Linked DNA regions of Mus musculus: regions 1 and 3 are each linked to region 2. The links are chromatin contacts, called in public Hi-C and HiChIP or PLAC-seq maps. All regions are on one chromosome and are shown on one strand. The core of a region is the stretch at or near the end of the contact, and the rest is flanking DNA. Distances in the headings are between cores, read along the strand shown.

Evidence for each region. A called contact is a pair of places that touch in the nucleus more often than the background predicts. HiChIP or PLAC-seq counts read pairs in DNA pulled down with a chosen protein or histone mark.
Region 1: a Hi-C map of uterus shows a contact between it and region 2. The contact joins two enhancer-like sites. A contact is called at or near these places in 2 of 484 Hi-C or Micro-C datasets (both in uterus) and 1 of 115 datasets of contacts at active chromatin or transcription factors (embryonic basal ganglia).
Region 3: an H3K4me3 HiChIP or PLAC-seq map of embryonic basal ganglia shows a contact between it and region 2, with 4 times the contacts expected there. The contact joins two enhancer-like sites. A contact is called at or near these places in 3 of 484 Hi-C or Micro-C datasets (the AML12 cell line, the N1E-115 cell line and nephron progenitors), 1 of 115 datasets of contacts at active chromatin or transcription factors (embryonic basal ganglia) and 1 of 9 other capture datasets (embryonic tail).

What each region holds. Positions count from the first base shown.
Region 1 is chr13:29,246,194-29,249,948 of GRCm38.p6, forward strand. It overlaps a transcript of Cdkal1 not described here. Among named protein-coding and RNA genes, the nearest start is that of A330102I10Rik, 230 kb to the left of the region's middle. Within about 2 kb of position 1,853, at least 31 of the 459 cell types and tissues checked have an H3K27ac peak or open chromatin away from gene starts, as enhancers often do. A contact at or near this core is called in uterus, where this site is marked.
Region 2 is chr13:29,608,456-29,612,417 of GRCm38.p6, forward strand. All of the region lies in intron 9 of Cdkal1 (CDK5 regulatory subunit associated protein 1-like 1), which reads right to left. Among named protein-coding and RNA genes, the nearest start is that of Cdkal1, 250 kb to the right of the region's middle. Within about 2 kb of position 2,141, at least 64 of the 459 cell types and tissues checked have an H3K27ac peak or open chromatin away from gene starts, as enhancers often do. A contact at or near this core is called in embryonic basal ganglia and uterus, where this site is marked.
Region 3 is chr13:29,219,677-29,223,855 of GRCm38.p6, forward strand. It overlaps a transcript of Cdkal1 not described here. Among named protein-coding and RNA genes, the nearest start is that of A330102I10Rik, 210 kb to the left of the region's middle. Within about 2 kb of position 2,740, at least 52 of the 459 cell types and tissues checked have an H3K27ac peak or open chromatin away from gene starts, as enhancers often do. A contact at or near this core is called in embryonic basal ganglia, where this site is marked.

The sequences.
Region 1 (3,755 bases), core at 603-3,102, 360 kb before region 2:
AGCGATAAAGCTAAATTGGGGAGGGAAGAGAAGGGAGGAAAAAAAAGATGTAATAGCTTAAGATACTCATGTTTCAGGGTAGGAATTCAACAACATTGGAAATTGGCCCACTAAGAAATAGCAAGCAACCACACTCCAAGGTGATCCCAGCATTCCGTGCCCTTGTGTTTCCCTGATCACCTTAAGACCGGGCATGGACCCTTGTGTCTTTTTGTGGTCCTGTAGCTGAAACCCAAGGCCTAAGGAACACAGGAATCTATTTGACCACATCCCTCGGCAGAGCATTTCCATTCTTTAGGCCCCTCGGTTTGTGACATTTTGTTATGGCAGTCTGAACTGACTAATAGACACCTGGCTCTGCTGTGTGTTTTGTTGTAGATTATAATGCTTTCCAAGTTTGCTTTTTCTTTTCAAAGTTGTTATTTTAATACCGAAACTATTTCATGAATGAGAACAAAGAATCTAAGTGCTTAACATAGCTCAACTGAACAACCTGAAACTGCTGTTGCTGAGTGAATACACATGTAATAAGCAAAAAGAAGGGGAAAGAACACAACAAAGCCAGACCTGAGAACACATACTATCCGTTGCAAGGAGGAAAGCATTATCTATTACAGAAAAACTGGACACAGGCCCAATGCCTAATAATTATATTAGAATAATTATATAACAACCATATATTAAGACGATATATGATAGTTTTGAAAAACCATTAGAAGACCAATTAGCAGCCTAAGAAAATACTAATAGCTAAGGAGAAAATGTTACAAAATATTACAAGCAACACAAAATCCAGTATGGCGGTGTGTGCATTTATGAGTGAATTGTAGTATTTTCCCTTATCCTTAGATTACATGGACCATGGGCAGTCATGCTCCAGCTGTAGCTAGTCACTGGCTCTCAGGAACTAGTTGTGTTTCTCTTTTGTTTTTTAAAGAAGGAAGGTGGCACTATTGGCATCTCTAGTACTAAGAGTAAGCATGGTGACCCTGTATCAGGGAATCATCCTTCCACTGCAGCTAAAGACAAGGAACCCTGCCATGAAACTGCAACTCAGGCAGTCCAGATGTGGGAGCAGCACCTCCACACGTGGTCCAGATATTCATCTGCCATGACTAAGGTGCCTTCATTGCCTCTCCCACTTTGACCATCTGTCCCAGAGCTGTCACCTTAACTGAACTCACGGAGGAGCGCTTGCCCTCAGACGTGAGATGGAACATTCTAGCAGGCGCAGAGAAAGGCTTGTGAGTGCTTCTTACAGCAAACTCCCCGAGCTCACACCTCCTAAACTCCACAGCGGTTCTGGGGAAGGACACCCCCTCCTCTCAGAAGATGGCACAAGATTGCCAGTGCTGAATGTGTGTGGCTGGCAAAAACATACGGAATTGATTTCATGTTTATTAACTAAAACAACTGAAAGGGGAGTTCAGCTTATTGGGTGAAGATACACAGGGATGAAGCAAGATGGTGTTGTTAGTGTTTGAAAGGGCTGAGGCACACAGTGCCACCGCAACTCAAACTCACCAAAGCTAGGGACTCAAGGGACAAATCAGCACACTGGGCCCAGCCTCCCCACTCAGTGAGTGATCATTTTATCAATGATACTTGTGTGAGGCCTTCTCTAATCCTTCTGTGTGTAATGAGATGAGGGGTCAGGCTTGCAGCTCCCAAGTCCCAAACAATACTTGAAATGTTTTCCTCTTAGGGATTTAGCCAAGGCTGAGTTCAGTTTCTGGGCAAGGAAATACAGATCAAGCAAGTTTTATTGGTTGATCTGAGTCCATCCCTTCCCCACAGAAGATATGATGAAATTCCTAACTCTCAACATCTCCACATGTGACACTGTTTAGAAATGAGGTCACTGCAGAGTTTGTAAGTGAGGTTAGGGCGAGGTCATACTGGAATCCTCTGGGCCATTAATTCTCTGTGATTGAAGGAGGGGAAAAAAAAAAAAAAAAAACAGGGCGAGAATCTAGGAGACACGAGGCACCAGGAGCAGAGAAAAGCAAATGTACTGAAAAGTTAGAGACCACCAGGGCATGCTGGACATCAAGTCTGCTCAGCCCGCAGAACCCTCAGCCACCCAATCTCCCGTGTCCAGCCATGGCACCCTTACCATAAAAGACTATGGACAACTTGGCTCCAATACTTTTGCGTGAATGTAACTAACTTACCATGCAGTCAGCCTGCTTGGGAATTATGATGAATAATGACAGCTGTTGAGTCTCCTGTGCATAAATACAACTGAGAAATGCTTCGTTTTCATATGTTAGTGGAGTGAGCTCCCTGCTAGCTTCCTGCTAGCACAGCAGAAATGCTAATGAATGCCGTCTTCTCTATAAAGAGCTGGACTCTGGAGGAACCTACGGGTATGTCATGCTACTCTATGTCTTGGTCCAGAGGAAGCAGAGAGAACCCTCGTGGGCTCAGCCCTTCTGGACATGTCTTAAATAAAAATGTAAGTACTTAGCAAGCTATGACACAAAAGTCAGTATACACCAGAGTCATTAACCACCACCCCCCCCCAAGCCCTTGTGATGTATTGGGAAATATTCTGGGCTCTGTGACAGAGAGTGTTCCCAATGCTTCCAAAACAAAGGAGAGGTAGCTCAGCAGTTAAGAGCACTTGCTACTCATGGGGAGGACCTTGGTTTGGTTTCCAGGACCCACATCAGATGACTCGACCACCTGTCACCCCAGCTCCAGAAGACCCAGCACCTTCCTCTTACCTGCCCGAGAACCAGCACTAACACACACATACTCCCTTACAGACATAGAACATTTAAAACATTTTTAAAATGTAATGACAGAAGATGAACTGAGCAACTACTACTTTTCAGATTCATGTTGTGCTTTTATTTTTTTTTTTTTTTCATTTTTTTTTATTAGGTATTTAGCTCATTTACATTTCCAATGCTATGCCAAAAGTCCCCCTTACCCACCCACCCCCACTCCCCTACCCACCCACTCCCCCCCTTTGGCCCTGGCGTTCCCCTGTACCGGGGCACACAAAGTCTGCGTGTCCAATGGGCCTCTCTTTCCAGTGATGGCCGACTAGGCCATCTTTTGATACATATGCAGCTAGAGTCAAGAGCTCAGGGGTACTGGTTAGTTCATAATGTTGTTCCACCTATAGGGTTGAAGATCCCTTTAGCTCCTTGGGTACTTTCTCTAGCTCCTCCATTGGGAGCCCTGTGATCCATCCATTAGCTGACTGTGAGCATCCACTTCTGTGTTTGCTAGGCCCCGGCATAGTCTCACAAGAGACAGCTACATCTGGGTCCTTTCGATAAAATCTTGCTAGTATATGCAATGGTGTCAGCGTTTGGATGCTGATTATGGGGTGGATCCCTGGATATGGCAGTCTCTACATGGTCCATCCTTTCATCTCAGCTCCAAACTTTGTTTCTGTAACTCCTTCCATGGGTGTTTTGTTCCCACTTCTAAGGAGGGGCATAGTGTCCACACTTCAGTCTTCATTTTTCTTGAGTTTCATGTGTTTAGGAAATTGTATCTTATATCGTGGGTATCCTAGGTTTTGGGCTAGTATCCACTTATCAGTGAGTACATATTGTGTGAGTTCCTTTGTGATTGTGTTACCTCACTCAGGATGATGCTCTCCAGGTCCATCCATTTGGCTAGGAATTTCATAAATTCATTCTTTTTAATAGCTGAGTAGTACTCCATTGTGTAGATGTACCACATTTTCTGTATCCATTCCTCTGTTGAGGGGCATCTGGGTTCTTTCCAGTTTC
Region 2 (3,962 bases), core at 891-3,390:
GTTATTTAATGTAGAAGAAGCTATGTTATGAAGATATTCTTTGTATTGATAATAATATTTTCCTTTAATCCTATGAATTTTATACCACAGGTTTAAAAATAATCACCAAGAGAAGAGAGCCCAGATAGTCACGCAATTGGCTAATTCCTTTCAGTCACCTGAAATTTCGAGTCTACAACCTGTGGGTACATGGGCATCTTTAAAAAGGAGAAATGATGGTGGCTTTCATCTACTGTTCCTGTGTAGTGATGTCTTTGAAGGTAAGATAAGCGTTTATGTGCCACAGAACTGGTTGGTAAGCATGAGGCACAGCACTCACCTGCTCCATAGGAACACCACAGCATCCAGAATTGCGACTCCAAGGTTCAGATGAGAAGACTGCTGCTTGTTGAATAGGTACTTGCTTAGAACCATATGTGCAAGCAGACCTCACAGCCTGCTTGACTAGCAATGGGATCTTGCAAATGCTTGCTGATGAATAGAAATATTCTCCTGGGATATTTCTACTGGGATCTCAACACAAATGAACAAACTTCAGGAGATAGAGAAAGAGCTGCTGGTGTGGTTTTTGTCCACCACCACATTATTTACTCCTACTGCAACAATGAGGATCTCAAGCACTTCCCAGGCCTACATGAATAAAGAGAAACAAAAGAGCAGACCAACGTGAATTTACCTCCTAGTAGGCATATTCAAAACAAACGTGGGAAATTCAGTTGGGCATTTTAAATGTGTCTGGACAAGAGGTGGGAGTCCAGTGGGAAAAGAGACAGCAGCTATGACACCAACAGAAAAGCTCTCCCATCCTCAGCACCACATCGCTGGGCATTCATATAGGCCACTTTCCATTTTCAGAGCATTCAGAGTATCACACGACAAAATCCAGGAGGGTTACTTCTGTGGGTAAAGTCACTAAGCCGATGGTATTAAGATACAGTCACGGCTCTAGAGTCCAACCTAGAGTATCCTGAGATACCGCACGTCGTCATGCTGTATGTAGCCTAGAAAACTCAGTGATGAGGAAAGTCTTTACTAACACTGTTTGTGTTCTACAGGGCAGATGCAGTGCCTTCCAATCACAACCAAAGCAGCCAGATGGGAGCTCTCTGCGGGCCTTCCCTGTGCTGCCCTAACACTAGTTAAGTCCTTCAGCAAGCTCTAAACATACTTCCTCACGCCACAGACCTCGGGCACTCTGTCTCTTTTAGTATTTCAGCCATTCTTTAGTATGCAGCCCAGTGGCATTCGTGGCACACTTCCTTCACTGGTCTCTCATTCTGAAACATGCCAGAAAGAGAATCTTGGTGATGCATAAAGCAAAAGCCGCATCAGCTTCTATAAATACAATACAGTTTTTAAATAAGCAAAGAAAATACATTTTAGTAGCTATTAACTCTTTTACATGTATATCATACTTTAATTTGTAAGTTGTTTCAAAGGCCAAAGATCATTTGGCTGATTTAAATAAGCAGCTGCTCTGCTTTGTTAAAATAACTATTGCAATGGTAAGCAGTTTAGACTGACTAGTCACGTGACTGCCACTAAGGATGGCGAGCATCACTCCCAAACAAAATCAGAGTGATGATTTATTTTAATAAATTGCAGACAGCCGCGATCATGAATGACATCACCTCCATCCACTGCTGAGAGGAGACACTGAACAGATGAAGTGCTGTTTAAAGTCAATGGGGCCCTGACTTAGGGGACAGAAGGATTAATGAGAAATCGAGGATCTGCCACATGGTGCTGCTGGGCTGCTCGCTGTGGTCTCAGTGCATGCGAAGCCCCAGGGCCCCACCTGGTACCCTAACTGTGCACTTATGTTTCATTACACCTTGGCCATTGCTATGCATGCTGATTACCAGCGAGTATCAATTCCTCTCACTGTCGCACACCTCTGCAGTGCCCCAGCACTCAACTGTGAAAACTCCGGCACTCCACTCCTCAGAACACAAGGCCCATGCTGCTAAAACCACAGAGAGTAAATTATTTGTCACTCGACGGGGTGCCAATTCGGTTTCCTGAGGATGACATCATGCCCATTTTACCAATAACAATGGCACTAACAAGACCTTGTAATCAACAAACCTCAGGCCTCTCCCAGCCCTGGCAGGTGCAACTCTCTTTATGCTAAAAATAAGCCAACATTAGCTTCAGCTCCAAACTATTTCTTTTATCACAATGCTAAGCAGAAGTTGGCTTCCATAAGGCAGTGCAGCTGCTGCTGCCGAGGCCGCTTCTGCAGATGCCTGCATTAATTGTATCAAGGACATACTGAACTAAGTGCTTATTCAGCACAATGGCTATTGGGGAGCAGCTGGAGGCACAAGACAAACTGTCTTGAAGGGAATGTCCCAGCCCAGTGTGTAAATTACAATGATGAAGTACAAAGAGTCTAAGTTTAAGGGTCTAATATAACTGCAGAGTGGGGCAAAAATGTAGTGTTATCAGTGGAGGCCAGATCCAATAAATAAGGAAGAGAGACTTGCAGATTTCACCACCATTGCAGTCACTGCTGTGGGAGATGCTGAGACCCATTTCCACCCAGGAGGAAGGGGACTCCTCACTTAAAACTATCAGCGGTGCCGGCATTGACCAGCTTGCATGTGCAGGTCAGAATACAATCCCCTCATTGCAGTAATAAGTGGCAAAATCAAAACAGCCTTGTTTACTACACATAAGCAAGACTTGGCTGAAAATTAAAGAGACTGGCTAGTTTTCTTCCTGGGTTATTCAAGGGGGTGCCTATAAGCATCACTGCCTGCTCTCCAGGCATGTTCTCCTCTTACGTTAGTGAATCTCCGTGAATTCAGGGTGATTAAACACTATTCCAGCTGACAGGTAATTACAGAGCTTCTGCCCATAGGAGTTTAGATAGGGATGGAGAAAATGTGCCTGCAAACACCCCAGGAGCATCCTGAGTGGCTTTGCTACTATGGACAGAACATGAGCAGAGAGGACAGGGCAGGCTCAGATTATAAAGTCAGATTCTGAGATTATGGCTTCTCTCTCAGTCTGTGCCAGGGTCTCTTCTCTAGAAAAGTGGAATGAGGATGGCCACACCCATGCATTAGTTGGGAAACTGACCTGAAAGCAGGCAGTCGATCCAATAACAAGATCCCTATGACTTGATCCTCCCCATAAGCCTCTGCGCAAAGATACTCAGATGTAAATTCAAGCCTTGGGAAATTAAAATTGCTCTTTTTTTCCCCCCAAAGAATTAAGAAATGGTTAAAATGAGAATACTGATACATGAATGTCAACCATACACATAGTACCAGTACAATTTGTTGTTATTTCAGCTAAGTTCTAAAGTGGTGTAGTACATTAAAGAGGTAGATGCTCTGCTACGGACTCTGAAAAGCATCCTCAGACAAGATTACCTGCACCAGTACTCAGCCTGGACCCCAAACCCTCACTGCCTCAGGCTCCACTTTCGTGTCAGTACAGAACTTCTCAGCAATGTTGTCATCACAGCGAAATGCTGTTACTGTCATATACAAACCACCATATAATATGCATTTCTTTACAAGCCCAGATGGTATGAGGCTAGATGCAAGCCATCTACCCAACTTTATCCTAATAGATACAATGTAAGTGAGCTGACCCTAGTATCTAAACTTCATAGTCTAGAAAATATTAAATATCTGTATGGACAGTTGAAAAAGTAAAACAAATTCAAACATGAAAGAAAACAATTTGTTGAATAAAACAAAGAGCAAGGCAACTCCCATGTCCAAGTGGGTCCTTATGAGGTCTGTCCTGTGCAACGGTCCTTGGAGGGTATTCGGTATCTGACAGCTCTATTAGCCCTGGAGCCTTATCCAGCATGTTTATTTTTAATAGGTTTCCCTTACAAACAGCTGCCTACGATGCTAGCTTTTCTTTCTTCCTTGGACCTTCCGTAAATATTTGAAGCAACCACCCATTAACCGCAGCACATCTCTTCAGTCCTGTTGTAT
Region 3 (4,179 bases), core at 1,490-3,989, 390 kb before region 2:
AAAGCTTTCAAAGGCTTTACCTTTATGACTGGATCAGTTGCATAGCTCTTTCCTCCAAACTAAGCACTCTTTCCTGGAAAGAGGCCCACAAGACTCAGGAAGCAAAGGAAACATACAAGGCTCAGGAAGTTCATGAAAGTTATGAAATTCACATGACATTCTCCCCAGCCTCCAGGATACAAAAGCAGTCAATAATTCCCAGGAGTAGAGGCTCTCTAGTGGAGTTGCCTTTGAAATGGGGAGGGCACTTCAGAGTTGCAGCTTCTGTAAATTATCATGCATGCTGTGGTGGGCTTTTCAGTGATGTGTCTACTTGAGTCACCTCTGAAAAGAACCCCAGGAAACTCACTGCTTTATCAAGCTAAGCTAGACTTGGTTGGAATTGTCTCTCTAGTTCATCATCAGTGCCTACAGATAAATACACAGATATTTATTTGAATCACTCCCCCCAGAAAAAAATTATAAACAACATCTAATCTTAAATCACACTCAAAACTCCCCTTAATATGTGAATTTGAGGATCAAGGTGAACTTAAGGGGACACAACCAGACATCATGATTATGATGGCTGTCAACTTATTATCTGATTTTTTTGTATATCTGAAATATTTTAATATTTTGTTTGTTTATCTGAGAGTTTAGCAATAGGAAAGAAGTATTCCTTCTAGGATGATGTTCAGACATGCCCAGATGCAAAGCGATATTAAGTTCCTTCTGGTAAAGACATCAAGAAGCACTGAGAGGCAGGTGTTAGTGAGGAGAGGACTTACTTGTGAGAGTGGAATCAAGAACCAGCCTAGACTGCACGGGGATGGATGGATTCCATGTCCAGCCAGCAGCCACAGGAATGGGACAATGGGGCAGGTTGATACAGGCACAGAGGACAGCACAAGTTGAAGAGACACTGGCCAAGGTCAACAGGAAAGGCAAAGGTGCAACATAGGTGTCAGTACAACACAGGTTATCCAGGTCCAGAAGTGCCATCCAATCAGACAAACATCCAAGGGGCAAATCAAGATGAGTTGACAAAATAGAAACACCACTGGTTCAAGCAAGATGGGGTTAGGAACTCTGTCTGGCTTCCAAAGAAGAAGCCATGTTCCCACAGCTTCCCCACTGACAGCTGCAAAACGAACAACCCAGACCCAGCTGCACCTCATACTCACAGAGAACTACATGTTCACAGCTTGCCCTGCAACTCAAAGCAAATGCCAGAAGATGATGCCAAGTAGGAGGGTTTGCTTTGGTCCACTTCTGAGTGGTTGGAAAGACACAAACTTGGTCAGGCCTGGATCCAGAGCTTAAACACTTACCATTTCATTTACTACTTCTGTCAATCTGACAGTATTAGCACCCACTTCACAGATGAAGGATCCACGGGCACATAGCCTTCCAGGGAGCACAGGCTATATTGTTCCTTTGGTCTTTAGGTTCTGGGAGAAAGTTCACTGCAGGATACTCAAAGAAGGGAGCGCTCAGAAGAGAGTTGCCCAACTCGAGGTCAAACCTCACCTGGATCTCTATGCATTATGAGGATGAATTATGAGAATCAATCTAACTTCATTTTGAGGAACTGGAGACACATTAAAGAGTGAGTTGGATACTGTTTGGACGAGTGTTCACTGTTTGTATGTTTTAGAAGCCAGATCATCCCTCCATCTTAAATAACAAAGGTGGGACTAGAGGCTTTAAAAAAAAGCAAAACAAACAAACAAACCCAAAGAACAAAAAATACAGAGCATTCCTCAATAAATAGCCTCACTTTTTGTGTGCTGGGATAGTTGCAGGGCAAGAAGGTGTAATCCAGGAACTGTTGTTCCCTTCGGCAGCTCTGCTCCCTGGGAAGACCGGGATTTCTGAAAGACACCTCTAATCATTTTAGAAGGAACAAAACCATAACGATGACCTTTGAGCTGCAAGGACAAGAAGAAGAGGAGTCCTGACGGGCTGTGTGCCAGCAGGGAGACCCTGGTCTGACCAAGTACACACTGATTATTATGCTAGCCCGAGGAGGAGAAAAAGTCAATTCAAAAAACCTGCTTGTTCATGTCATGGTAAATCCTTAATGGTTTTAATGAAAATTCTTCTCCTTCATGAGATATTTTCTATGTTAAAGAAGGACGGCAAATTAATACAGCATTTCCAATAGCCTTTAAGTCAGGTTTAATTGGGGCAATTCCCTCCAGTGAGTCGGAAGATGACATTCATCTTCGCTGCCTGGGTGGAATGTTAAACTAGAGGCAGGGGTGAAATGTCAAAGTAAAATAATGCTAATAATTATTCTGAATGTTACATTCTCCTTGACTTTGGAATTTAAAGGGCCAAAATGAAGGCTTTTTGTCAAAAGTCAAGAAGTCATCTCGAGATGTGGCCGACATTTATGATTAATGTAATCTGGGATTATTAGGAGAGAAATGTAGGCTATGATTAGCTTCTCATATCTCAGTATTTCATTTTTATATTACTATAGGAACCATATACTATATGGATATAAAAAAAGTGCTGACATGTCATGGATAATCCTAATCTCCTGGAAATTTCAAAAGGAAACCTCTAGGGAGAGGCCTTTTTAATTAAAGTGGCAGTGACCAAATAATTAAATTTATAGCGCTGTCCTGAAAGAGAGAAGAAAATGACCCCATCCAAGGCTGGATAATGATTTCTTAGGCACAACACACGTGCGCACACAAAAGAAATCAAGCCTCTATCTGCTGGGGCCTGTCCCTTCAGAGAATTTTCTGGTTCATTTGCGGTGACAGAAGAGACAAAGCACAGACCAAGCCGGCCCTCCATGCTATGCCCTGAGCTGGCAACTCGGCTGCCTCAGAAAAATGAGTCTGTGGCTGAGAGCAGAGGCCCTCTGGAGGAGGAGAGATGGCTTTCGGAGTTGCTGCGGGGGAAACCCAGCCCTCACTGCAAAGTCAAGGATCTGCTTCAGTGCAAAGGCACAGGGGAGCCTGCTCCCGAGGAGGTTCTCTGCTCCAGGCTGCTGCCTTCCCTGGTGGATGGCTGCCGTTCACATCCCTTCCAGAAGCTTGTCTGAGTGCAGCAGGAATGCCAGGGCTGCAAAGGAGACAGACAGGGTAGGACTCATTCCAAGAAAAAACAAAAAGGGGTAGGGAGTGGATGTCTTACAAACAGGTGAAAGACTAAGAGAGGAACTTCTGAGAGATGGGGAATGAAATATACCATACATGACTCCTGTAAGGCCCTGGGTTAAATCTTCCAACACTGAAAAATAAAATTAACTCACCAAAAGTGAGGAACTTTATGCCATACAATCAATCATTCAGAGTGTGCATGTGTGTGTGTGTATACACACATATAAATAAATATGCACATGCATACACACATATGTATATACATATAAACACATACCTATAAACATACATATATACATATATATACACATGTAAACACACACATAAAAAGACATAGAAACACATACACATATATACACACATATGTGTACATGCATATAAACATACGCACATATATACACACATGGAGACACACATATAAAGACATAGAAACACATACACATATATGTATACATACATATAAACACACATACACATACAAATACATATGAACACATATACACACATATGTATATACACATACATATATGTGCACTGTAATTATGTTTAATTCTGATATATGTTCAAGCTTCACACACATGGTTTGGCATACCTTATATTTATAGTAGTACTAGTTGTATTTTTTTTATCTCCACTAAGGACAGAGGAGAGACACAAAGGGAACAGAAGGAAACGAGGTGAGAGGAGGGAAGATGCGGGAGCAGCAGATGTGGAGAAAGTGAGAGGAAGAAGAAAGCACCGAGACGCAGAAGTATGGCATTTGGTGCATCCTGGTGTACACCAGTGATGTGTCTAGCAAGCTCTGATCACCTCTCTGGTGATGAGGAAGCAGATTCTCTAGCTTGGGGTTCCCTTCAGTTCAGCCACTCCAGGGGTGGCTCTGTGCGCTCATCCACTTCCAGTTCCCTGTGAAACTGTGCAGGCCAAGAGAAAGGCGGGCTATCCCACAATCTGAGTCGTCTCAGGAAAGTAAGAGAGCCCTGTGTGGCTCTGGGCACTGAGGCAGGAGAATTTTAAGTTTCACTCTAGGCTGAGCTACAGAATGAGAACCTGACTTGGAGAGAAAGAGAGAGAGAGA